Regions from separate parts of the Mus musculus genome. Here all the other regions are linked to region 5. Evidence: chromatin contacts called from public Hi-C and HiChIP or PLAC-seq data. All regions are on one chromosome and are shown on one strand. The core of a region is the stretch at or near the end of the contact, and the rest is flanking DNA. Distances in the headings are between cores, read along the strand shown. Region 1 overlaps Slc12a8 (solute carrier family 12 (potassium/chloride transporters), member 8). Region 2 overlaps Slc12a8 (solute carrier family 12 (potassium/chloride transporters), member 8). Region 3 overlaps Slc12a8 (solute carrier family 12 (potassium/chloride transporters), member 8). Region 4 overlaps Slc12a8 (solute carrier family 12 (potassium/chloride transporters), member 8). Region 5 holds the start of Zfp148 (zinc finger protein 148).

Region 1 (4,607 bases), core at 272-2,771, 200 kb before region 5:
TCAGAGTAAGAGGTGGCCTCAAAGAAAATCCTAAAAAGGATAGACCATATCCAGTGTGTACAGCTAATGGGCCTGCAGAGAAGAAAGAGGAGATAGGACAGGTTTGAAAGAGGCCCCAGGGAACTCTGGGCAGTGAGCTGGGAGCAGCCCTCAACCTGCACTCTAGCCTCATCCCTGGTAACTTTGGTCGTTCGAGGAGGGGTTGTGGAGGAGTGAATGAGGTCTCCAAGTCTGAGACTCCACCCAGAGAGAAAACATGAAGAGAGGGCTGGACATTCAGCAGGGGCCAGAAGGGAAACGTGAAATGGGGCTGGGCCTGCAGGGTCCACCCAGATTACCCAAGGAAAGCAGCCTGGAGCCTCCTCTGTCCCTGGGGAAGGCCTCCACCCTGAGCGGGACAGGCTGCCAGGAAGCAGTAACACCCCCACCAACCCCCCCCCACACACACACACACATACACACACACACATACACACATTCTCGCATCCAAGGGGATGAAGGGCCAGAGGAGGAGGGGTAGATGCTCTGCTCTGATGGGGGAGTGACTAAGTGTCCAGCAACTGAACCCTTGCCACCTCTACACTCTGAAAGAGCAGCCTGGTTCCTCTGAGCTGAGCATTCTTCCTTGTGGAAGGGAAGCTGAACGTTTCCTATTGCAAGATGGCTTCTAACAGCCAAATTGTGCCTTCTATGACCAATGGCCTCTGTTTTTAAAAGTACTTGGGGGCTGGAGAGATGGCTCAGTACTGACTGCTCTTCCAGAGGTTCTGAGTTCAATTCCCAGCAACCACATGTTGGCTCACCACCATGCGTAATGAGATCTGACTCCCTCTTCTGGGGTGTCTGAAGACAGCTACAGTATATTTATGTATAATAATAAATAACCCTTTGGGCCAGAGTGAGCAGGGTTGATTGGAGCCAGCAGAGGTCCTAAAAATACAATTTCCCAACAACCACATGAAGGCTCACAACCATCTGTACAGCTACACTGCATTCGTATACATAAAATAAATAAATAAATCTTTAAAAAAAAAATGCCAGAAATGAGGACAAAGCCTGACTTGGGCTCTAAGAAGAAAGCGTCACCTTAAGGAGAGGAAAGCAGTAGCTACTGGGGCAGCCAAGCTTGTGCCAGATCCCATGTGGAGTGCTGTCCCAGCTGGACATTTAAGCTGTCAACAGCCTGGCACATTTTCTCAGTGAGGTAGGAATCCCAGAGAGAGGGGCCCAGGGCAGATTCTAACACTGTGCTGGCTTCACAACTATCCCAAGGATGCAGGGAGACCTGGCAGGGAGCCAGGAGCTCCAGGGGCAACTAGGGCCCTGCTTTGGGGACTAGAGAGGTCCCACCCACTGTGGCCCCAGATTCCCCCACCCACCCCCCACCCCCAGAGGCCTGGCCTGTGTAACTCTCAGCCTGAAGGATTCCCTGAGAAAGGAAAAGCTGGCCTCTTATCTCCTGGGGTAAAGGAATGTGCTCTCCTGCCAGGACAAGGGGCTGCTGGACAGGAAGTCTCCACCCTAGCTGTGGGTTCCTCCCAGTCACCACTTGCTCCTTCTGGCTGTCCCTGCCTCTGGCATCCACTTCCCATGCTTAAACTTCTGACCTGACCTCCCCAACAGAATTCTAAGCCATTTTACCCCTCACCCCACCCCAAGCCTCCTCCAATTAGCTACCCACTCTCAGCTCCATGCCACTGGGGAATTCTGACCCAGAAGTCCATCCCCTGCCCCACTTCTATGTGGCTATGCTCCCTAGGCAGATGGCTGAGGATGCCAAGTGGCCTTGTAGTGCACAGGACCATCTCAGAGATACACTCCTGCTGTGCAGCAGGCTGACACACTGAAACACACAGCTCCTGCCTCGCAAGTCTCCAAGCCAATCCCAACCAGGAAACAAATCAGAAAGCCTCCCTAGAATCCCATGGCATGGAGCTGGGTATGCACATCAGTGGTAAAGCGTGTGTTCAACATGAACAAGGCCCTGGGTTCAATTCCCAGCAACACAGAAAACAGACAACAGTGACAGAGTGAATCTCATGGATGACAGCGCAGCATCACAGAACCTGAGAACGGTCCAGGGACTCTACCCTGACACCCATTTTATAGATGGAGATGCTGAGGCCCAGGAAAAGTGAGTCCTATATCACAAGATTGGCAGCTGGTCAGGTAAGGGCAGGACCCAGGGAATCTAAGCCTCCACTCAACAAGCCCTATGTGTCCTCACAGGCCCCGTAGCAGCAATCATATGTATTGTTATTGTGGGGCTATTTGACTATTTTTCCATTATGTACCAGATAGCTATTTTTCTGGTATGGCTATACTGTCTCACCACATGATACATGCAAAAACATAAAATATTCTTAAGAGTAACATTTGGGATCAAGCCAAGTGTTCACAACCGGAGAAGGCATAAACAAAATGTAGTGTACTTGGGGAATGGAATATCATTCAGCCATGAAAAGGGATGAAGTGGTGGCTAGAAAGCAAGCGTAGCTGGTAACCTACTTGCCTGGCAAACAAGGGGACCTGAGTTCAACACTCCAGAATCCAGATTTTAATAGGCAGAGAGCCAAAGAATTTACTCAGAGGGCAGGAAAACTTATCCTACAGTCATGAGAACAAAATTCCTCCGGCATCCCTGTCACAAGTTGGGTTTCCCTGCAGATAGATGCCTAGAACCTCAGCAATGAGGGTGAGGAGACAGGAGGGTTATAGAGGCTTGCTGGCTTCCAGCCTAGCTGAGAAAATATAAGTTCTGGTGCCAGCAGAGGCCAAGAGAGGGCATCAGATCTCCTGCATCTGGAACTACAGTTGCTCCTGAGTGCTGGGAACCAAACCCAGGTCCAACACAGAGCGGCCAGTGCTTCTAACCACCGAGTCATCCGTCAGCCCCACTAATCACATATGCTTAAAAGTGGGGTGTGGGGACACACGCTTATAATCCTGCCACTGGGGAAACAGAGATGAGCAAACAGATCCCTGGGGCTCCTTGGCCAGTCTTACCTACTTGGTGAGTTCCAGGCCAGTGAGAAACCCTGTCTCGAAAGCACCGTGGACAACACCTGAGGAACAGCAGCTAAGATTGTCCTCTGGCCTCTGCATACACGGACTCATGCATGGATGGACACAGACAGACAGACACACACACACTCACTCACACCATACACAAAGGGATGAAACACTGGACATACTACAACTTAGGTGGTCTTTAAAAACATCACTCCAAGTGAAAGGACAAGTGTCCTAAGAGTCCATTCCTGTGTAACATCCAGCCTGACAAACTCAGAGCCAGACACGGCAGAACAGTTCCTCAGGGCCCGGGGACTCGTTTTCTATTTGAGGTGAGGGAACCTTCAGGAGCCGATGGTGGTGACTGCTGTATATAGTGATGACTGTGGCTAACCCCACTGAATCGCTTACCTAAATATGGTTTAAACATCAACTCACACCTTAGAGATATTTTATCACAATAAAAAAGAAAACCAAAAGAACCCATTTCTTTGCACATGCCCCCTCAGAGATCACAGCCCACAGCCTTGATTTAGACCCAGCTCCCGCCTGCTTTACACATATAGAAATAGGGAATAAAAGCACTTCTTGGTTGAGGCCAGTGGGAAATCAGCTATGAAGCAATAACCTCCCAGACATGGCTATTCCCAGAACAGGGCTGGCTAGAGCCCAGGAGGGAAAGATCAGTGCTAGGCTTGCTGTTATCTATCTGTCCAGTGCAGATACGGACAGAGCCCTGTGTGTTCTTGAGTTTAGGTGGAAGCCTGGGCTCCCTTTGCTGACACCGGGGGGGGGTGGGGGGGGGCTTGGTGTGTCAGCAGTGGAGAGGCAGGCAAGGAGGCTATCAGAAGCAGAGGTTTGGGTGTCTCAGTGTCAGGTGTTCTAAGGAGTCAGGCAAGGAGGCTATCAGAAGCAGAGGTTTGGGTGTCTCAGTGTCAGGTGTTCTAAGGAGTCATACTTGGCCCACATGTTCCCACTTCCAAGACTCTTCTGGTCACCAGGACTTGAGGACTGGGAACAACATTTAACAGTGGTCCCCACAAGCCAGAACTAGCCTTGGGGTAATATGCTATCAACCTAGGTGGCCCTGTGACAGTGGCAGCATGCTGGCTCTACTGCTCTAATCTGTTCCCATGTCCCCTCAGAGGCTGGCAGAGCTCACTGCTCCAGGCACCCATAGCCTTCAAGGCTCATGCAGAGTGAGGTGCTGTCTGGGGTATCTCCTAACAGGAGACACCTCAGGGTCCCTCTTCCTTCTGCATCAATTCCTCGGCTCAGACTGGATGTCATCATCGGGATGTGGTACCTGGAAGCTTTGTTAATGGGGTAGAAAGTGTTGTAATGACAGCCACCGACACAAAGAAACAGAGGAGTAAGGTCTCATCCAGATGGCTTGGATTAAAGTGTCCCCGTGCCTGCCTCACAGTGCAGAGCCTAGTCCCAGGAGCAGCAGGGCCTGAGCACTGTTCAAAGAATGCTCGTGGGTCCGCTCCTTCCTCATCCCTGACCAAGCACACAAGAATTTTCATTTTCACACGGGCCCTAGATCCTGAGACCTGAGAAACACTGTCTTAGCACACAACCCAGTGGCTTCC
Region 2 (4,659 bases), core at 843-3,342, 230 kb before region 5:
ATATTGTCCAGCCCCAATCCCACCAAGCCTCAGTTTTCTATGGGAACCTGAGTCATGAAAGAAGGCCAGCCATGGAGCCATGGAGAAGCCTGGGAAGGTGCATTTTGTACTCTTTCTACTCTATAGTGTATTTCTTGGCCAAAAGAAACCAAGGTAGCAGTGGTTTTAATCTTATATTAAGAAAGGGTATTGAAGTGGGGAAATGGGAAGCCCAGCTTCCCGGACTTGGCCAGGGTTGACCTGCTGTCCTGCAGTCCATCTATCTTCCTCCAGTAGAAGAATTACCCAGTCATGTGTTGGACCTCTCCGGTCTCTAGACCACAGGCAACAGTGTACTTAAGTGCTTTTGTTAACTTGGCACAAGCTAGGATCACCTGAAAAGAAGGAACCTCAACTGAGAAAATGTCTCTGTAAGATTGGCCTGTGACCCGTAGGTGAGTATAGCCGGCATTTTCTTGATTAAGGATTGATAGCGGAGGGTACAGCCCACTGTGGGTGGTACCATCCCTAGGCAGATGGTCTGTAAGAAAGCAAGCTGAGCAAGCCAGTAAGCAGCATTCCTTCATCTATCATCTCTGCTTTCCGCTCCTGCCTCCAGTCTGACTTTCCGCCATGATGAATGTATACTGAGATTAACTGTTTCCTCCCCAAGGTCCAGCAACAGAAAGCAAATGAAGACACAGAGGGGAGAATTAACAGGTGAAGCTGTAGAGTGGCTCTGCCATCAAGCTGTTCTGGGTGGCTGACTAAGTCACATGACCCTGAGATCTGCCCATTCCCGGCTGGGCCATGACACACAAGGCTCCTCTGACTTCCAGCTCTGTGTAAAGCAGGACAGGTGCTCATGTGGAACCTCCTCTCTCCCCCTCTCTCATGCTCAGCTCTTCCTGATCGTTTTATGCTCTTCACAATGTCCTTGCCTCTTTTATACACACGGCCTGGTGCCCTGTGCCTGGCTGGCAGCAAGGGACTTGTGTCAGTAAGCATTCACAGGCAGATATTTTAACATTTTCAAGTGCTGTCATTAAAATAGCACAGGCACTGCCAGCTCCTCGTGGCAGGGTTCTTTCTGCCTATGACCTCACTGCATTTCCGCACCTATTCAGTGAAGGCAGAGAGGTGCCCTCCTGCCTACTACACAGGGGAAATAACAGAAGACTCTAGAAGGAAAAAAAACAAAAAACAAAAAACCCAGACTCAAGGTCTTGTTAGTCAGGTGACAGCAGCGTGATAGGAACTAAAACCCCAGAAACCAGCAACTGAGGGAGGGGGAGCCCCATCTCTGAGCTTCTGCTACTTGCATCATGTAGCATCTCCCTCCATTCATTCGGTACACATATGACATGTAGACATCCCCATCCTCTCTCTCTCTCTCTCTCTCTCTCTCTCTCTCTCTCTCTCTCTCTCTCTCCCTCTCTCTCCCCTCCCTCCCTCCCTCTCTCCTTTCATAGAAGCTCAGAAGGCTGACAAATGGAATGCCGATGCTAGTCTATGAGATTACCCAATGCTTCATCCCCATGTTCCCACCATGACCCTGGGAACTCTGAATTAAAAAAAAAAAAAATCCCCAAGTTCAAAAGAAGGTGGAGAAGAGGCAGGGTGGTTGGGGGTGGGGCAAGGAAGGATTATTTTGCATTCATGATCCCCCTCCTCCCACAGCATTCTCAGGCAGGACTGTGAAAGGGCAGCATCAGAACCCACCAGACGTGAATTTTCCAGCCCACCGAGTGTAAAAAGGAGGATTGGAATACGAAATAGGTTGGTCACAGCCAGGGCATTCTCAGAACAAAAGGGGCAGCCCCCTCTTCTGCCTGGGTTTTCTCTCCCATTCTCCAGCTCAGACCAATCTAAGAGGGGAACTTACGAGACGCCAACAGCTGCTAGGGAGCCTAAGGGGACACTGTCAGCAGGGTCTCTCAGGTCTCCTCCCATGTTGAAGCCAGCCATGACTCCTGAAAGACACCCAGACAAGAGATGAAGTGAGGCAGGGTACTCTGTCAATCAAAGAGCTCTCCCCAGGGTGGTCCCTTCTTCTCCTCCAGGCTCTTTCCTAGAAGCTGTCATTTGAAGGACTGCAGGCTGGCCGCCTGTCTATCTCCCTAGGCAACTGGGGAGGCATCTACAGGGATGTGAAAGGGACCTTTGTGGATTGTGCGCTGAGGAGGAAACCCCTCCCTGCTACAAAAGCATCTTATCACTCCATGAAAGTGTTAAGGATGAGGGAGGTGTGATCAGAGCCACACAAAGGTCCTGATGGGGCATTCTGAGCTCTGCCTGCTTGCTTAGCTGGGACAGTGCCCAAGTGGCTCAGCGGGAATCAAAGGGCCTGCAGAGTTCTTCAGCAACTAATTCACAGAGGGTTCAAGCACTTCTGGGGTTAGGTATCATCCAGCAGCCAGGACCAGGTGCCATGTTCAGAGCTACAAATGACAAAAATCTGAGGTGAACACTCTGGCAAATCTTTTCCGTATTACCTCAAGTCCCAAGAACCCCAGTGGAAGCATTGGAAAGGTAAAGGCACTTGGATCTCTGTGAGTCTGAAGCCAGCCTAGTCTACACGGCAAGTTCCAGGACAGCCAAAGAGTCAGAGTGAAAGGAAGCCTGCCTCAAGAAACTACCCATCCCCTACCCTCCCAAAAGATAATGAAAATTAATTCATCCATCCTGGTGAGGGACCAATAGCATGGCTGAGGAGAAGGGAGATGCTTTCTCTCTAGACACACTCAATAGAACAAAGTGTTCTGAAGTAGAGTAAGAGTCTAGCCCATAAGTATGCTCAATCAACTCGGTGTGATGGAGAACGTGGCCATGAAACTCTGACACAGCAGGGACACATGGTTTCATGTGGAGCATCATAGTGGTTTGAATAAAAATGACCCTCACAGGCCTCCATAGGCCCATAGAGAGTGCCACTATTAAAAGGTATGGCCTTCTTAAAAGTAGGCATGGCCTTGTTGAAGGAAGTGTGCCACTGTGAGGGTGGGCTTTGAGGTCTCAGAAGTTCAAGCCCAGGCTCAGTGGCTCATAGTTCTCTTTCTGCTGCCTGTGGATCAAGATGAAGAACTCTCATCTCCTCCAGCACCATGTCTACCTGCATCCTGCCATGCTTTCTGCCATGATGATAATGGACTGAACCTCTGAACTGTAAAGCAGCCCCAATGAAATGTTTTTCTTTATAAGAGTTGCCTTGGTCATGGTGTCTGTTCACAGCAGTAACTAAGACAGAAGTGTCCCTGAAGGAGATTTTAGTGGACTCAGGGATGTCATGGGTTTGATACCACTACTATTGACTTACATTCAGCCTACAGGGCTGGGTAAGAGCTTCATGCGAATTTTATTTTTGTTTAACCCTTAAAACAACCACATCCGAAAAGTGGAATGACTTTCTCATTCTATAGAAAAGTTCCTAAAGAAGTTGGTTGAAGCAGCCTAAAGGCTCACATCCAGTAAACTGCAGAGCCAGGCTTTACCCAGGGGATGCCGAGTCGAGGGGAAGTTTGAAGCCAGAAAGTCACAGGGTTCTACTTCAAAAGAACCCTGAATGCCGGGCCAAGACTTGGATCTGCATACATTTTCGTCCTAGTGATTCTGCCAAGGGTACTGTGCTGGACAGTCTATACTGCCATCCTGGCACAACCTGAAGTCACCTGGTAAGAGCCACCTCGACTGAAGAATTGTCTCAATCAGATTGGCCTGAGGACACGTCTGTGAGGAATGATCTTGATTGGTGACTGATGTGAAAGGGCCCAGCCCACTGTGGGCGGCACCATCCCTATACCCAGTGGGCCTAGCTTATGACAAAGCTAACAAGCAAGCCAGTAAGCAGCATTCCTCCATGGTCTCTGATTTAGTTTCTCCCTCCAGGTTCCTGTCTTGAGTTCCTTCAGTGATGGACTGTTACTGGGAAATATAAGTCAAATGGACTGGATAGTTTTATGTCAGCTTGACATGAGCTCTAGTGATCCAAGAGGAAGGAACCTCAAGTAAGAAAATGCCTCCATAAGATCAAGTTGTAGGCAAGGTCATGGTGCATTTTCCTAATTAGTGATTGATGAGGTAGGGTCCAGCCCATTGTGGGCGGGGGCACCCTAATGAGCAAGCCATAGGGAGCAAGCCAGTAAGCAGTACTCCTTCATGGCCTCTGCATCAGCTCCTGCCTCAGCTTCCTGTCCTGTTTGAGTTCCTGTCCTGACTTCCTTTGATGATGAACAGTGATGTGCAAGTGTAAGCCAACTAGACCCTTTCCTCCTCAGCTTGCTTTTTGGCCATGGTGTCCATCACAGCAAAGACACCAAATGAACCAGCCCTATCCTACTCTGATTTTCTTTTGGTCAAAAGGTTTTATCACAGCAACAGAAAAGCAAACTAGAACAGGTATGAATAAAGACATAACCAACGATGTTTATAAGTACTTGTTTGGAATAGCAAAAATTACAAACCATTTCATGTCTGAAACTAGTAGATGATGGTATATATGCCTGTCAGTAAGAGGATGGTGGTGTCTGTCAGTAAGAGAGGATGGTGGTGTGCCTGTCAGTTAGTACCAAGCCTCAGAGACAGTGTGGGCTGTGCTGTGACACAAAAAGGTAGCTGAAGCCATTGTTTAAAGAGACTCAGCAGAAACAGAACATATGGCATATTGCCCTTGCTAGCTGAGGT
Region 3 (5,046 bases), core at 1,144-3,643, 180 kb before region 5:
ATTAACAGAGTCTCAAACCCTGCCTGAGGCCTTAGCCCGGTGCTGGGTGACACAGACGTGACAGTATCTATCCCTATCCCCCAGAGCATTCACGTTGTTGTGACAAGCCACCTAAGGGACAATTCCAGCAACTGGGACTCTTCTGAAGCCTCAGTCCCACTATGACATCCCAGCCGTGTGCCTCAGATCACTGTCAAAGCAAATGAGGGTTCTGAAGAGAGGGACCAGGTAAGGGCATCCAGGCAGGCCCAACTTCATCTCTCCCTGAGCATCCATGAGCTTCCAGATTCTGTCCCAGTGTCTATAACAAGAACTTGTCACACTAGCCCTCCGTGGTGAATGGCATCTGCTGAGATCCAATATAAATGAATGACCACACTCCTCAAGTCTAAATCATCCGCAATGCCTGCTTCCAAGTCACCCAAATGCTGCTCATTACCTTTGTCCACAGGGGTCACAGGGGTCACATCTTCGGCTAAACACACTAACATATATATTTAGTGGTAAAAGGGTACCAAGAGGATTTAGGACAGCAATAGGAATGAATGATCTGGGCTAGGCCAAAAACTCCCATACACTGGTTCATTTCAAGGATCCAATCATGAAGATAGAAGGAAAGAGAGAAGGGAAGGAAACCAGAAAGGGAGGCAAGTCAAGTATGGGGAGAGATAAAAGAGAAACAGAAGATAGGATAATGATGATGATGATGATGATAATAATAATAATAATAATAATAATAATAATAAAAACATCTTGGTGGTACACCTTTAATCCCAGCACTCAGAGGCAGAAGCAGAGGCAGGTAGATCTCTGAGTACAAAGTTAGCCTGATCTACATAGTGTTAATCCAGACCCAGCTAGAGTTACACAATGAGATGCTGTCTCAAAAATAAAGGCTATTCACCATGCCCCTTCTACCGCGGCCTCAGATCCCGCAGGCTTGCTACCCTGACCCAGCTGTGCTCCTTGCCCACTCTCAGCTGGCATCTTTGTCAGGGAACTATGCTAAGGAATGGCAGAAATGCTCACCCACGCTGAGGTGGGACTGCCCTCGGGCTCAATGCAGAGGACCAGTGTGGAGCCACCTGCTGTATCACCCCGCCTTCCAGGAAGAAGGCAGCTGCTGGAGAACCCAGGGGTGAGAGGCAGGCTACGTGGGGAGTGACCTCGGTGGCCTGACAATAAACCTGCCGGACTTTGGACCTGAATCTAGCACTTGTTGGCTGAGCTTGTCCGAGATCTCAGTTCCTAGTGGCACTGGGAGAGCATGTCTTTGTCACCACCCTGCCTGGTGTTGTTCACAGGCTTCTATTTCATCTCTTGTTTACCCCTCTAGGGGCTTGGCTCTGACCATCTGACCCCCACAAGAGAAGGCTGGCTGAGAACTCAGGCTCTCAGACCCTCTTGATCTGAAAGAATGGAAGCAGTATAGAGACCCTACCTCTACCTGATGGCACATGGCGCCTCTGAGGTCATACTAGCCAAGCCACTTACTACACAATCTAGGAAAATTGGACCAGCTCTTTGGAGTCTCCACTCCCTTGTCTATAAAGTGGGCATTGTTACCTCACGGCCCCCACTAGGTGTTTCAAGGGTGACTAGGATAATACATATAGAGTGTCCCTCTCCCCGGTTCCTCAAATACGTACATATGTACACACACACACAGCAAAGATCTGTGAGTTCAAGCCTTGGCTGAGCACCAGTCAAGTGAGAGGTTTGGAACAAAGATGGGCGCTATGCTCTCAGCACACTCCAGACCAATGGGTTAGGGGACTTTCTATCCCCAGGTTTCTGGGAGCAGAACACTGGGACCCATAGTCTTTGTCCCACACTACACCTCACTGCCCATCTCTGAAGAAGGCCATGCGGAAGCCTGTAGGAGCAGAGGACACCGGGCAGGGATCCCCAACCCCATGCAGTTTGAAAATACAGGTGGACAGAGGTCTAGCATTGAACCAGAGCTTAGGGTGTTCCCTGCTTCCCTCGGACTCTGCCAGCACTGCTAGGGGCAGGCAGGGCCATGGGGACCAAGGCTGGAATGAAAGTCAGGCCCTCATTGAAATAGTTCTCTGCCTACTCCCAGACTTTGCCTCTCTCTGCTGGACCAGCTGGGAGCTAGCTGCACAGCGGCGCTCTCAGAACCAACGTCCCCTCTCCCGGCTGCTGTTTCGGCATCTCTCAAGTAACCCTGCCCAGCCCTGTCCAGTGTCACTTGAGAGTGTGTGCATGACAGTCCTTGGTGAACAAAAACATAAACACCAGCTCTGGAGAAGCAATCCACACACAGGAGTGGGTGTTTCCTCCTAGGACTGTGGAAGGGAGAAGGGCTGAGTGAGCTGCCCTGGGGCGAGGTATCCTGCCCAGAGGTCCCGAGAGAACACAGACTGCAACTCCACACAGAGGCCACGGAGGGCACTGCAAGGCCGGCCCTCCAGGCAGGCCTTGCCCCACAGCCTGGAAACCACTTGGAGACAAAGCCTGCAGCGTTGGTGTCCACCACAAGGGGCAGGAGCTGGTTGGGAAGGTAATGCCACAGTGGTAACCTGGCCCCTGTTCCCGTTCCAGGACTGAAGCAGGGTGCTAAAAATGGGGTGCAAGACAGGGGTCTCACAGTAAGGGCATGGAGGCCTCCCTTATGGCGGCTACAGACTAGCCGACCGCTCCTGCAGGGACAAAAAAGGCCATGCAGTCTGGCTACCTTTCCTCGTGGGCTCTCTCCATGCAAATATGTACTGCCTGTCTCTGTAAGCCAGTGCTGAGCAATTCTGAAAGATCCAAGCCTTGTCCTTCTTAGCCACCATGTGGGCTGACTTCACACTCCAGAGGAGCAGCCAGAATGTTCGTGTTCACCCTGCTCCACAGGACAGAGCTCACGTATATACTATAAACCTAGGCAAAAGTCCATGCCTTAGGGCATAGGCCTTACACAGGAACCTAAGTCTGATAACTCAGATTTTTGCCTCTCTGCTAGACCAGCAAGGGGCTGACCGCAGAAGCCTGGGTTCCTAGAAATTACTCCTCTCTCCAGACTGCTGCTTCTGCGTCTCTGAGGTGGGAAGCAACCCTGCCCAGCATCTGTCACAGTGTGGTTTTGCTAAGTGGACATATTGTCAGGCTTCTTTCTAAATAGTGACACATATAGACCAGTGCTCCCTGTAATCTTGGTCAGAGACGCATAACTGGTCAAAGAGACTGAACTGATGACTGAGTGAGTCCTCGGTTCTAAATGGGACAGCTATGTGACCTCCATCCCACCCTCAAGGCTGAGACACCATCTCAGATGAGGCAGAAAGAATTGAAGGCCCCAGGTGTGGGGAGGAGCACTGTGGGTGGGGAGGAGCACTGTGAGTGTGGAGGAGCACTGTGGGTGGGGAGGAGCACTGTGAGTGTGGAGGAGCACTGTGGGTGGGGAGGAGCACTGTGAGTGTGGAGGAGCACTGTGAGTGTAGAGGAGTACTGTGGGTGGGGAGGAGCACTGTGGGCACTGTCCTCTGGACATGCCACGATCAATACACTCGGGAACCCACAGCAGCTATGGCCACCGGCAGAAGACCAGGCCAACACAGTCAGGAGTCACCACTCAACAGAAAGTAACAACTGGCTTCAGTGGGCTGCCAAAGCAATACAGAAGCCAGAGCGGATGTGAGGGTGGGAGGAAGATGTGTCGGGGATGTCTCAGGGTTGTTAGAAGGGGTCTTGGGGGTGGATATGACCAAGATATATTACTCACACATAAGAACTTGTCAGTGAAGAAAAGACAATTCTACTTTTAAGAGATAATTAGATTAATCCTAACTTTTAAAAGTAGAAAAATGGAGATAATGAATGAAGGGCCAGAGGGTGTTTGACTTTAATTTGAGATGGTGTGTAGACCATGGGAACTGGCAATATGGAAGCTGGGTTGGAGAACTCTAGGGAGGCAGATGAAGCAGGGCAACGGTGATGATGAAGAAATCCCAGAGTACTCACTGACAGCAGAGAACTGAGCTTCGTGCTCCCCTGATCACCAACAGTAGAGAACTGAGCTCTGTGCTCCCCTGATCACTGACAGCAGGGAACTGAGTTCCACGCTCCCCTGACCATATGAGGACTAGGAAGACCAAGAAGAGAGCAAAGGACTTATTTCACAGAATCAAGGAAAAATGGCTATTTCAAATAGGTACATGACCAATGTGCAAAATGGGTCATAGATAAAACCAGGCGTGACAAGATATGTCTTTAAGACCAGCAGCTGGGTGGTGGAGACAGGAGGATCAGAAGTTCCAGAGGATCCTTGGCTATAGAGTGAGTTCTAGTTCTGCCTGGACAGTGAGACCCTGCAAAAACCAAAACCCAAAACGAACAAATTAGCAAACAGGAATCAGAGTTGAGCAAAGGTCCTGTGGCGACCAAGAGCTCAATGGAAGCTCAGGAAGAGCCGTCTCAGCTGAGAGCAGAAGCAGGCAAGATCGCTGGAGCCTTTCCTAGCTCCCATGCTGTGACTCTGCCCTTCATCGGCCAAATACAAGACCCCAGCCTCACGGAGCAGCTTCTGCCTGCTGGATTCTGCCTGCTGGAGACCAGCCTATCCCAGGTCCCGCTGACTGACTCAGACACCACGCGGAGCAGTGCGCCATGGTCATGTGGGCTTGTCACAGAAGCTTGGCAAATGCCTGCCCGGATAACCAAGGGATTATGTTTGGCGGTTCACAGTTTCATTTTAAAAATGTAGAAACTAGCATTAAAATGTACCTCGTGTTACTTCATCTTCTAAAATACATTTTCTCTCTATTTGCCTGACTTTCATGGCATTATGATCGTTTTGGCATGAGACTCGTCTTATATACATGAAATATGAGTGCCCCCCCCAAGGCATTTTAGGGGCTTTGAGACAAATGTTTGAGAGTGTCATGTCTACACAGTCATGCTGTTCATCTTTGTACAGTCCCACACTGTGTCTTAGGGGGAGGTGTGTGCTAGGGAAAGACAAGACGGGAAAGAAAGAGGGACCCTTGCTGCCAGCCTACATGGCAAATAACCTGGTGGCCAGGGACAGAGGTGGTG
Region 4 (4,502 bases), core at 47-2,546, 150 kb before region 5:
GAGGATTTTCTTTCTCTGTTTAAACCTAAAAGTCAGATCATTGTTTCCAAAGATGGCCTTGGAGTCATTAGACCCTGAGATCCTTGTCTCCCAAGTGTATCCGACTGACTAAATAACTTCTGCTTCTCACCGTTGTCTCTTTAACCGGAGCAGGTAGCCAAGACTCGAATTGCTGGAGCCTGAAATTTTGCCCCTCCCCCCAACTCTAGGTTTATAAATGCAAAGATAAGTGCATTATTTATAAATGCAAAGAGAAGGCAGAAAAAAGAAGCAAGAAGCAGGAGAAAAATCTAAGACCTGTACAGGGCCTGTTTCTGTGATGACTGAAAAGTCACACCAGTGACCTCAGGCGAAGCTAGACAACAGTGCTTAAAACAAAAGAGCCCAAAGGTTGTTCCTTCTCCCTAGCCCACACTAATAGACCATGAAAGGGCCTTCAAGTGAGTCCTGCTCACTAGAGGCAGTGAAGGACAGGGGAGAGATGGAGGGAGGAAGGACAGGGGAGGGGAGGGAGAGGAAGGGACGGAAAAGGAATGGAGGGAGGAAGCACAGGACAGGGGAGGGATGGAGGGAGGACGGGCAGGAAGGGATGGAGTTTGGATATTGGGAGGTCAGGGAGGAGGAACTAGCTGGAGTGTTTCATAGCACCAGGAGTGACTACTGTCTGCAAAGATTTGTTACACATGCTCAGAGAGAGGAGCTTAAAGGTTTCCAGCACAAAGAATAACTTGTGTTTGACATGGATGTGCTAACCACCTCTATATGATCATCCATCGTGTATCTAAATAGTATCGCATTGCACCTCATACATATGTACATGTTTTATGTTAAAGATTTTTAAATTTGGGGCCAGCAGTTAACAGCTGCACAAACCTGATGGCCTGGGTTTGATGCCTGGATCCACAACGTAAGGAGAAACTTGTTTCCTGTAAGTTGTCTTTTGACCTTCATGTGTACCATGGCATGTGCCTCCCCCTTCTCTCTGTCTGTCTCTCTGTCTCTGTCCATCTGTCTTTCTCACACACACACACACAAATATAATAAAACTTAATTTTGAAAGCTATAGGAGAGAAGGGAAGGGAAAAGGAAGAGGGGGAGAAAGGAGTGAGAAAGGTAAGGAGGAGGGAGGGAGAGATGGGAGCGTGGGAGGGAAGGGAGGAGGAGAAGGTCTCAAGAAATAACTAGGGAGTCAATTAGACTGGCGATGCAGAAGGCCCTGTGAGACTCTGGTCAGCCCTGACTGCTGGTTCTCCGCTCTGCTGACGTCTGTTTAGTCATTACTGATTCTTCCGTCTTTCACAAACCACAAACGCAGGAGGGCCTCAAAGCCAGTGACTGACGGAGCTCAGAGCAAGGACTCTGCCACCCGAGACTGTCCTTGACCTACATTACCCAGGGTCAGGTGACCCCAAGATTGTTGACTAGGATCCCAGTCTCTCAAAATGCAGGACACAGCCCAACTTCCTGTCTCTGCTTGTGTGAGCCTCCTGTCAGGGCCTGTCATGGGTCTGTTATTATTATTATTATTATAATTATTATTATTATTAGAGTCAGTAATAGCAGTAGCCCTCAGCAGTGGGAAGAGTTAATAGCTCTGCTTCATTCCTCACAGCCCTGGGAGACAGTGCCTTAGGAGACAGGCCGGATGGTGCTGCCTAAAGCTAAGAAAATGCCTGGCTGCCCTAAGTCTTCCAGCTGGGGCACCAATGGGTGCCCAGACTGTGGGATGTGTACTTTACCATATACCATACTTGCTTAAAGGCAATGTGTTCTCTCCTTCCCTAAATTTAGATCCTAATGCTCTGGGTCTCACTGTGTCCATCTGGTCTACCCTGTGAATGCGTGTGTGACTGTGATTCAAGTCTGAAGGCTGTGGGAAGCCTCCTGACCTCCCACTCTAGCATATCAGCCTGAAGAGTGCTTTATGTCTATTGTAGGTCACTTTTTACCCTGAGAAAGGAAACAGAACATCTATAAAATGTCTGGGTGACCGAGCCAGGACTGTGTGTTTCAGGATGTTGGTGTGAGGAACCTTCCAGGGTATTGCTGGGGTTCTGTTTGTTTGTTTTTAAGCAAAGTGATCAAAGACTATCACTAAAGTTTATTCACCAAAGAGTGGGTAGGAACTACCTGGATTTGACCACCATTGCAATTCCAGTGTTCTTAGGGAGAAAGACCTCTTAAAACCTAGTGAAAGCAAAGATAGACAGACAAACAGCAAAAGAGACAGATGATAGAATAGAGACCCTTAGCATAAAATGACTGTAAGTACCACAAATCCCCCAGGTGACTTTTCAGACTCTGTGGGAGTGATACACTGTCTCCCAGGCACCCCACAGAAGCACCAGCATCTGCACCTAGTCCAGCCTCACACACACACACACACACACACACACACACAGTGCCATTGTTCAGGAGGGTGTGGTCCAGACCCCTCAACCAGCACAGCAGCTGCCTGCTTGGGTATTATAAGGGGCACAGCAGCCATCTGCAACAGAAGCAGACCCACAGCAGGGGGGTGGAGGGGAGCGCAATGTCAGCTCTCAACTCCCTAGTGATTCCTCCCCGTGTCTGGAGGGGGACAGAAAAGGATGAGAAAGGAGGCTAGGATGAGAAGTGTCCATGTTAAACCAGTTCCGGGCTGTTTTCAAAGTGTCAGGGGGTGCTCTGATCTCAGCTGTTGGTAACTGCCTTTAGAACATAGTTGTCCTCAGCTTAGGACCGTCAAGTCCAGAAATAGAATTTCACTCAGTGGTTCACACAGACGTGCAGGCTGAGGAAGGGGAAGTGGCCGAGGATGGGGTCCTCGTGCAGGGTACACTGGGAAGCAGAGATGCCGGCTGAGCGGAAGGAACCCAGTGAGGAGCAAGTTCTGCCCTTCCAGTTTGTCTTTCTGTTGCTGTCCATGACTAAAAGCAGCTTGGGGAAGAAAGGGTGTGTCTCAGCTTATAGCTTACAATCCATCATCCGGCAGGAACTGAAGCAAAGGTCACAGAGGGACATTGTTTTCTGGCTTGTTTTCTCTGGCTTATTCAACTACCTTTCATTTATAGCCCAGACCCAACTGCCTAGAGATGAACAGCACACACAGTGAGCTGGGCCCTCCCACGCCAATTAGGAATTAAGAAAATGCTGCCTTACAGACACAGGCCTGTGTGATTTGGGTGATTTTTCACTTGAAGACCCCTCTTCCCAGGCGACTCTGTTCTGTACCCAATGCTGAGATAACCATGGTTTTCAGTTGAGAGAACAGTTCTTCTCTGTGAAACAGACTGTCCCACCATAAGCATGGAAGTACTCTCCTTCCTGCATCAGTGAGCTGAGTAAGACAACAACTCTGCCAGAGGCAGCCACAAGAATGCAGGCCCAAGACCCTTTTGCTCCTACAGCTACCGAGAGGCCAAATCTTTTAAGTTCAGACTCCATTTTAGAGAACCTGACTTTTAAGTTTGAACTCAAGTAAACTAACTGGCTGGTAGCTAGCACGAGTTTCCAAGTTGCTCCCCAACAAAACCCAAGCCTAACTCCAGTCTCTAGGCTAATTGCCAACAAGACCACCATCTCCAGGTTATTACCCCAACAGATCTGCACCCCCAGGCCTAACAACCACCAATGCAGAGGGGAGCAGAAGTTGAGTTTATGTTATGACTCCCAGCACCAGCCAATTATGTTAAAGGCCACAGCAGCTTTCCAATTAGACACTTACACACTTACACACCCCCCCTTGCTGCTTACTATAAAGCCTTGCCCCAATAAAAAAAGCTACCCCCACCCCCACCAAAACCATCCTGTGCTAGAGGGCCTGAGCTAGATCCAATAAAATAAAGACCCTGCTGTGAGTTGCAACAGATCAGCTCCTGTCTGTTTTGGCGGGATCGCTAACACTTCTTGGCACTACACTACCTGATAAGCCTTAACAATCACACCTGAACCGTGAGCTAACCCCTTGTCTCTTCTGACAACTGGAGAAAAAGATAAAGGTCAGAGGTGGATTGAAGCAGGGCACACCTCTTAACATCTCCCCAGAGCCCTCCTACAGACACAGAGTGGATCTCTACCCGTTACATCTTGTGCACAAGAACCTGCCGGACTTTTTCTTTGCAGGTTCCCGTGTTTTCCAAGAGCTGACTATTTAATTGGCCATCAGAGAATATGCCTAAGCTGCTGCTGACCCATGATGCAGTGGACTGCTTGGAGGACTTAATTCTTTTACCCTGGAGCTGAATGCATCATGGCTAGATCACAGCTGTGACAGACAGCTGGGCACCAGGGTGATGCGACCAAGGATTTAGGGGTCAGAACTCACCTGGGGTACCTACAGGAAGTACACGGTTACACCAGGGGACTGTGCAAAGTTCAACTCTCTGAGGTGACCATTGAGAAAGCTTTGCAGAAGTGACGTTCAACATGGGTGGCCTAGACATGGGGTTTCTGCAACCCCACTGATGGTAAAAATGCAACCTAACCCGCAGGAGAGGACCAAGAACCCGACCGGAACAAAG
Region 5 (4,488 bases), core at 704-3,203:
TAAGGAGGCACAGGAAGGTGGATTTCTGAGTTCCGGGCCAGCCTGGTATACAACAGCAAGTTCCAGAACAGCCAGAACTACAGAGAAACCCTGTCTCAAAAAAAAAAAGCAAAACAAAACAAAAAGGACAAGACTCTGTTCTCACCCAGTGTTCCTTCTTGAAAAATGTGGTCTACTGTGCATTCAGGGAGTGCAGAACTTGGTTTCCTAACATAGGGACTGTCCCTCCTCATGAGACCTCGACTCATCCTGTCACTTCAGATTTCCTTAGGCATTACAACCACTCCTGACCTCCTTATAAGCTAAGATAACAGATATTCTAGATGCTCTGCCTACATTTTGCTTGCAGATGTTATTTTCTTTAATAACATCATGCCTCCGTGAAAGAGTACACCCGGAACTGTGAATGGAAAAGGATCTCCCGCCAACCCGAAGTATAGAACTAGACAAATGGAGCCTTCAAAGACCAGACTAGAATGCACCAACTCTTGACCCGGACAATTACAATCTATGTCCTGCAACCTAGGCTGAAATACGGCACCAGCTCTTCTGGTGGTACCATATAAGCTAGGCAGTGAAGAAGAACACCGCCAGGCCACGTTAATTCCTATTCCACCGTCTTCCAGGACGGTGTTCATCCACCCTCCGGTAACAGACAATACTCCAAATCTGCTAAAATTCTCAACTCCGTGGCCTCAAGAATGCCCAGAAGCCAGGCGGTTTCTCAAGGTCTCTTTCAAAGATTTTTCAGTTCACTAGTGCGGCACTAAAATGTCTCAAACCAATCTACAGGCTAAGTGACTAAATTCTCAATGACCCCCAACCAAGCGGGGACCCACACTTACCGGATGTCATCTACTGAAGAGCCCAAACAGGTTCCGAACTAGGCCACTCTGGCCCATCTGGAATAACTCTTTAGACCTTGGGCCAGCATTTGATAATTATGCTACATCTGTCTATTCTATTATGCATTCTCTGCTTCTTTTCCAATATTTAGCACTCCTCTGGCTTCAAACGCTCTTCCTTCTATCCGTAGAAACTACTCTAGCCTTCTTCCCCTTGCCTTGGAAACGCTTCGGTTCTTTCCATAATGAAACACCTAACGTATCTGCACAATGAACACCCTCAGAATCCTCAAGACTGCTCCACAGCCACCCCCGGCATTCCTCCACCTATCCGGCATCTTCCCCTCCGGCCCCTTTCTCCCCTTTCGCACTCCTACTCGGCTTCCTGCAAGCAATCCCCTTTTCACCAGCCCCTGCCCTTCCCTGCAGCCAACGAGCACACCGAGGCAGCAGCGGCGACCGAGGCCTGCGGTGCAGAAAGCACTGCACCAAGACGGCGGAGAACCCCAGGGTCTGGCCGGCCTCGTCGCCCACAGCCTGGCACCCCGAGGCCTCCCCGCGTGCATCCCACCTTCCTACCCGACACCGGCCGCAGGCCTCGGAGGCCGCCCGCTCTCTCGCCTCCGCCGCCCCCGTCATTCTCCGTTCTCCAAGCCCCGACCCACCATCCTCGCGTCCCCAGCCCCGCGCTCCCCGCGGCCTGCGCCCGCCGCCTCCCGGGCCGCCCCCCGGCCGGCCGGCCCGCCGCTCCTGCGGGTCACACCGTCGTCGCCGCGCTCCCCCCCCCCCGACCGCGCGCCGCCCCCTCCCCTCCCCCGCCCTCCCGGGCCCAGGCCTGCCAGGCCGAGCGTTTACCGCGGGGCTGGCGCCGAGGCGCGCGGTCACTGACTGCAGGCGGCGGCGGCTCCGACCTTCCCACGGGCCCGACGAGGAGGGCGAGGGGGAGGGGAGAGAACTTTTGCTGTGGCAGCTCCGGCGACAGCTCCCACCCCTGCGCCTTTCTCCTCTTCCTCCCCCTCCTCCTCCTCCTCCTCTTCCTCCTTCTCTTCCTCCTCCCAGAGCAGTCGAGAGGCAGACATGGCGCGGCTAGAGCGTCGCCGCGGTCGCCGCCGCTGCCGGCGCGGTGCATTATGGGAAGCATCGCACACAGGAAGCGCTCCGGGCCGCCGGCCCTCGCTTGGCGCGGAGACCTGGCTGCGAGACCAAGCGTGGCTTTGATTCTGGCGCCTGCGTGTCAGCAGCGCGGCGTGGCCGGGAAAGCTGGGCCCCGCTCTGGGGGTCCCCCTGATGGGCCTGAGAGGAAAACGCTTTGAAATTGATGGGAGCTGGGAAAGCCACTGAGAGGGACGTCCTCCCCTTGAGGCTGGGTGCGTGCCTGGCACCCCGAGAAGTGAAAAATGGGGATTAAATAGCGGCCCAGGCCCTGGGAAGTGGAAGGGGCGGGAACGTCGATGAAGGGTTTAGCCAGGATTTCTTGGATCTTTCTTTTATTCTCTTACCTAGCCTCTCCTCTTTTTCCGGAAGATGCTACCCTGCACCCTTGAAACTAGAAAACCTGGTTGGAGTCTGCAAACCGCGATGCAGGATGTGGGCACCGAGAAAAAGCAAGAGATCCCAGTCAGGACTTCGTTGGCCCAAACCACGGTCTGCATGTCAGCAAAGACTTGGTTATAATCTCTGCATACCTAAGATTGCTTAGTTGAGCCATCTTTTGGCAGCCCTTCGACGACCTTCACTAAATCCTGGTTTCTTAGGAGCGCCCTCATTTAACACCAAGGCCCTTTAGTTGCCTATACAAAGGGAGGGCTTACAGTTAATGACCTTTGTGCCCACACAGTAGTACAAGGTCAGCTAACTTAATGTGCCCAGTGAATGTCGATCGGGTTATTGGGAACTTCCTGAGAGATGGAGCACCTTCGTTAGGATTTCTGTTTCACAATCTCAAGGCTTTATTTTAGCACCTCTCTGCAATACTTAAACATAACCTTTGAGGTGAGAGGGAAAGGACATTAAAATATCTACATAACCATTTCTGGAATTCTCTCCTTGTCCACACCCACCTCCCCACCCCTTGAATGTTCATTTGAATAGGCTTTTTGGCCAAACTCCAAACTCCCGCATTATGCACTTGTGATGACACTGAATTAGATTACTGTCTGCAAGGTTAATATTCCCTCAGGCGTTAACCTTAGTAAACCGCGACGCCTTTTGAAGTAGCTGAGGCTCAGAAGTTCAGCTGAATTCAAACACAGTTAACTAAGAAAAGCAGGGATGAGCCCACAGCCTCACAATAAACTCTACTTGAACCTTCTCCACTAAAAAAATATAAATTTTAATAAGATGACAGTGCATATTCTGAATGCTAATTGTAACAAAACCGTGATACAAGCTAGAGCAAGGGACAGTTAGCTGGAGGACAGCCTTCTGGCAACTTCTAGCAACTGCAGTGACATCAAATTCAGATGTATTTTTAAAAAGGGAAGAGAAGAAAAAAAAAACCCTCTGGCAGCCAAGAAGCTAACTTTTAGGTTTAAGCTGTGGTAAAGCTAATAACTAGAAAGAGCTAAAAGCCTAGGGTCACACCCAGTGGACTAAGATGAATAGGGTTGCCACTAGGAATACATCTCTTTGTTTCTGAAGAGAATTAAGACAAGGAAGAAACAACCATCTAAAATGGGCAGAGTGGAGAAGACTACTGACCATGCCTTCAAAGTAAGAGTGATTGAAGGCTCTTGAAATTCTTGCTGGTCCATTTTTTTTATCCAGACTGCTGCTGCTTACCTTCCAATACCAGTCTTGGCCACGCAGCTTGCTTCCTTTCCATCTTAAATTTCTTCCACTCACCCACTTTAAAACAATGAGAGACAGCCATAAGGTAGTGACGTTAATCCCAGCACTCAGGAGGCAGAGGCAGGGGTATCACTTGAGTTAGAGTCCAGCCTGGTCTACAGAGCAAGTTCCAGGACAGCCAGGGCTTCACAGAGAAACCCTGTCTGAGATGGCTCAGCATTTCAAAGCACTTGCTGCTCTTTCAGAGGGCCCAAGTTTCCAGAGCACCTGCACACACATGGCAGATAATATGCACAAGCACACACCATGAATAAAAATAACTCTTTAAAACAAATGAAGGATCAGCAAGGGGGTTCAGCAGGTGACCGCACTTGCTTCACAAGATAGCAACCTGAGCTCAACTCACACTAAAAGTAGATGGAGAGAATCAATTCCACAAAGTTGTTCTCTTTTTTTTTTTTAAAGATTTATTTATTATTATGTCTAAGTTCACTGTAGCTGTCTTCAGATGCACCAGAAGAGGGCATCAGATTTCATTACAGATGGTTGTGAGCCACCATGTGGTTGCTGGGATTTGAACTCAGGACCTTCGGAAGAGCAGTAGGTTCTCTTAACCACTGAGCCATCTCTCCAGCCCCAAAGTTGTCCTCTTAACATCCACAGGGGCACCCCTAATGATAAATTTTTAAAATGACTGTACACTTATACGAAGTTACAAATACAGGGCAAAACAACTCCTTTATCTCTTCACCCAGCTTCTCCCAATGGTGTGATATAAAACTATGGAGAGCCATCAACAGCAGCAGATTGGCAGGAGCCTGTTACGTAGTGCCCACAAAACCGGGCAGTATCT

The links. A called contact is a pair of places that touch in the nucleus more often than the background predicts. HiChIP or PLAC-seq counts read pairs in DNA pulled down with a chosen protein or histone mark.
Region 1: an H3K4me3 HiChIP or PLAC-seq map of forebrain shows a contact between it and region 5, with 5 times the contacts expected there. The contact joins the enhancer-like site here to the promoter of Zfp148 in region 5. A contact is called at or near these places in 5 of 39 promoter capture datasets (the 3T3-L1 cell line, hippocampal neurons, macrophages and 2 more), 3 of 484 Hi-C or Micro-C datasets (double positive thymocytes, nephron progenitors and uterus), 10 of 115 datasets of contacts at active chromatin or transcription factors (bone marrow-derived macrophages, embryonic basal ganglia, embryonic forebrain and 6 more) and 2 of 9 other capture datasets (adipose tissue and pancreatic islet).
Region 2: a contact with region 5 is called in an H3K4me3 HiChIP or PLAC-seq map of embryonic forebrain, with 4 times the contacts expected there. The contact joins the enhancer-like site here to the promoter of Zfp148 in region 5. A contact is called at or near these places in 4 of 39 promoter capture datasets (the 3T3-L1 cell line, hippocampal neurons, pre-B cells and 1 more), 6 of 115 datasets of contacts at active chromatin or transcription factors (embryonic forebrain, embryonic hindbrain, embryonic midbrain and 3 more) and 1 of 9 other capture datasets (adipose tissue).
Region 3: a Hi-C map of cerebral cortex shows a contact between it and region 5, with 2.4 times the contacts expected there. The contact joins the enhancer-like site here to the promoter of Zfp148 in region 5. A contact is called at or near these places in 4 of 39 promoter capture datasets (the 3T3-L1 cell line, hippocampal neurons, macrophages and 1 more), 10 of 484 Hi-C or Micro-C datasets (the HL-1 cell line, cerebral cortex, cumulus cells and 6 more), 6 of 115 datasets of contacts at active chromatin or transcription factors (embryonic basal ganglia, embryonic forebrain, embryonic midbrain and 2 more) and 3 of 9 other capture datasets (adipose tissue, liver and pancreatic islet).
Region 4: a contact with region 5 is called in an H3K27ac HiChIP or PLAC-seq map of the HPC-7 cell line, with 9 times the contacts expected there. The contact joins the enhancer-like site here to the promoter of Zfp148 in region 5. A contact is called at or near these places in 10 of 39 promoter capture datasets (the 3T3-L1 cell line, the HPC-7 cell line, HPC-7-derived erythroid cells and 6 more), 5 of 115 datasets of contacts at active chromatin or transcription factors (the HPC-7 cell line, embryonic stem cells, neural tube and 1 more) and 2 of 9 other capture datasets (adipose tissue and pancreatic islet).

What each region holds. Positions count from the first base shown.
Region 1 is chr16:33,577,730-33,582,336 of GRCm38.p6, reverse strand. All of the region lies in intron 4 of Slc12a8 (solute carrier family 12 (potassium/chloride transporters), member 8), which reads right to left. Among named protein-coding and RNA genes, the nearest start is that of Slc12a8, 62 kb to the right of the region's middle. Within about 2 kb of position 1,521, at least 94 of the 459 cell types and tissues checked have an H3K27ac peak or open chromatin away from gene starts, as enhancers often do. A contact at or near this core is called in adipose tissue, extraembryonic endoderm stem cells, forebrain and 1 more, where this site is marked.
Region 2 is chr16:33,603,459-33,608,117 of GRCm38.p6, reverse strand. It overlaps Slc12a8 (solute carrier family 12 (potassium/chloride transporters), member 8), which reads right to left. Exons shown (of 13, transcript NM_134251.3): 6 at 1,865-1,952. Among named protein-coding and RNA genes, the nearest start is that of Heg1, 79 kb to the left of the region's middle. Within about 2 kb of position 2,092, at least 73 of the 459 cell types and tissues checked have an H3K27ac peak or open chromatin away from gene starts, as enhancers often do. A contact at or near this core is called in embryonic forebrain, where this site is marked.
Region 3 is chr16:33,557,853-33,562,898 of GRCm38.p6, reverse strand. The region is part of intron 4 of Slc12a8 (solute carrier family 12 (potassium/chloride transporters), member 8); the gene reads right to left. Among named protein-coding and RNA genes, the nearest start is that of Slc12a8, 42 kb to the right of the region's middle. Within about 2 kb of position 2,393, at least 194 of the 459 cell types and tissues checked have an H3K27ac peak or open chromatin away from gene starts, as enhancers often do. A contact at or near this core is called in adipose tissue, cerebral cortex, embryonic basal ganglia and 5 more, where this site is marked.
Region 4 is chr16:33,528,180-33,532,681 of GRCm38.p6, reverse strand. The region is part of intron 1 of Slc12a8 (solute carrier family 12 (potassium/chloride transporters), member 8); the gene reads right to left. Among named protein-coding and RNA genes, the nearest start is that of Slc12a8, 12 kb to the right of the region's middle. Within about 2 kb of position 1,296, at least 18 of the 459 cell types and tissues checked have an H3K27ac peak or open chromatin away from gene starts, as enhancers often do. A contact at or near this core is called in the HPC-7 cell line, where this site is marked.
Region 5 is chr16:33,378,240-33,382,727 of GRCm38.p6, reverse strand. Zfp148 (zinc finger protein 148) reads right to left here and starts at 1,953. Exons shown (of 9, transcript NM_011749.4): 1 at 1,701-1,953. 1700007L15Rik (RIKEN cDNA 1700007L15 gene) reads left to right here and starts at 1,992. Exons shown (of 2, transcript NR_045709.1): 1 at 1,992-2,212; 2 at 2,349-2,874.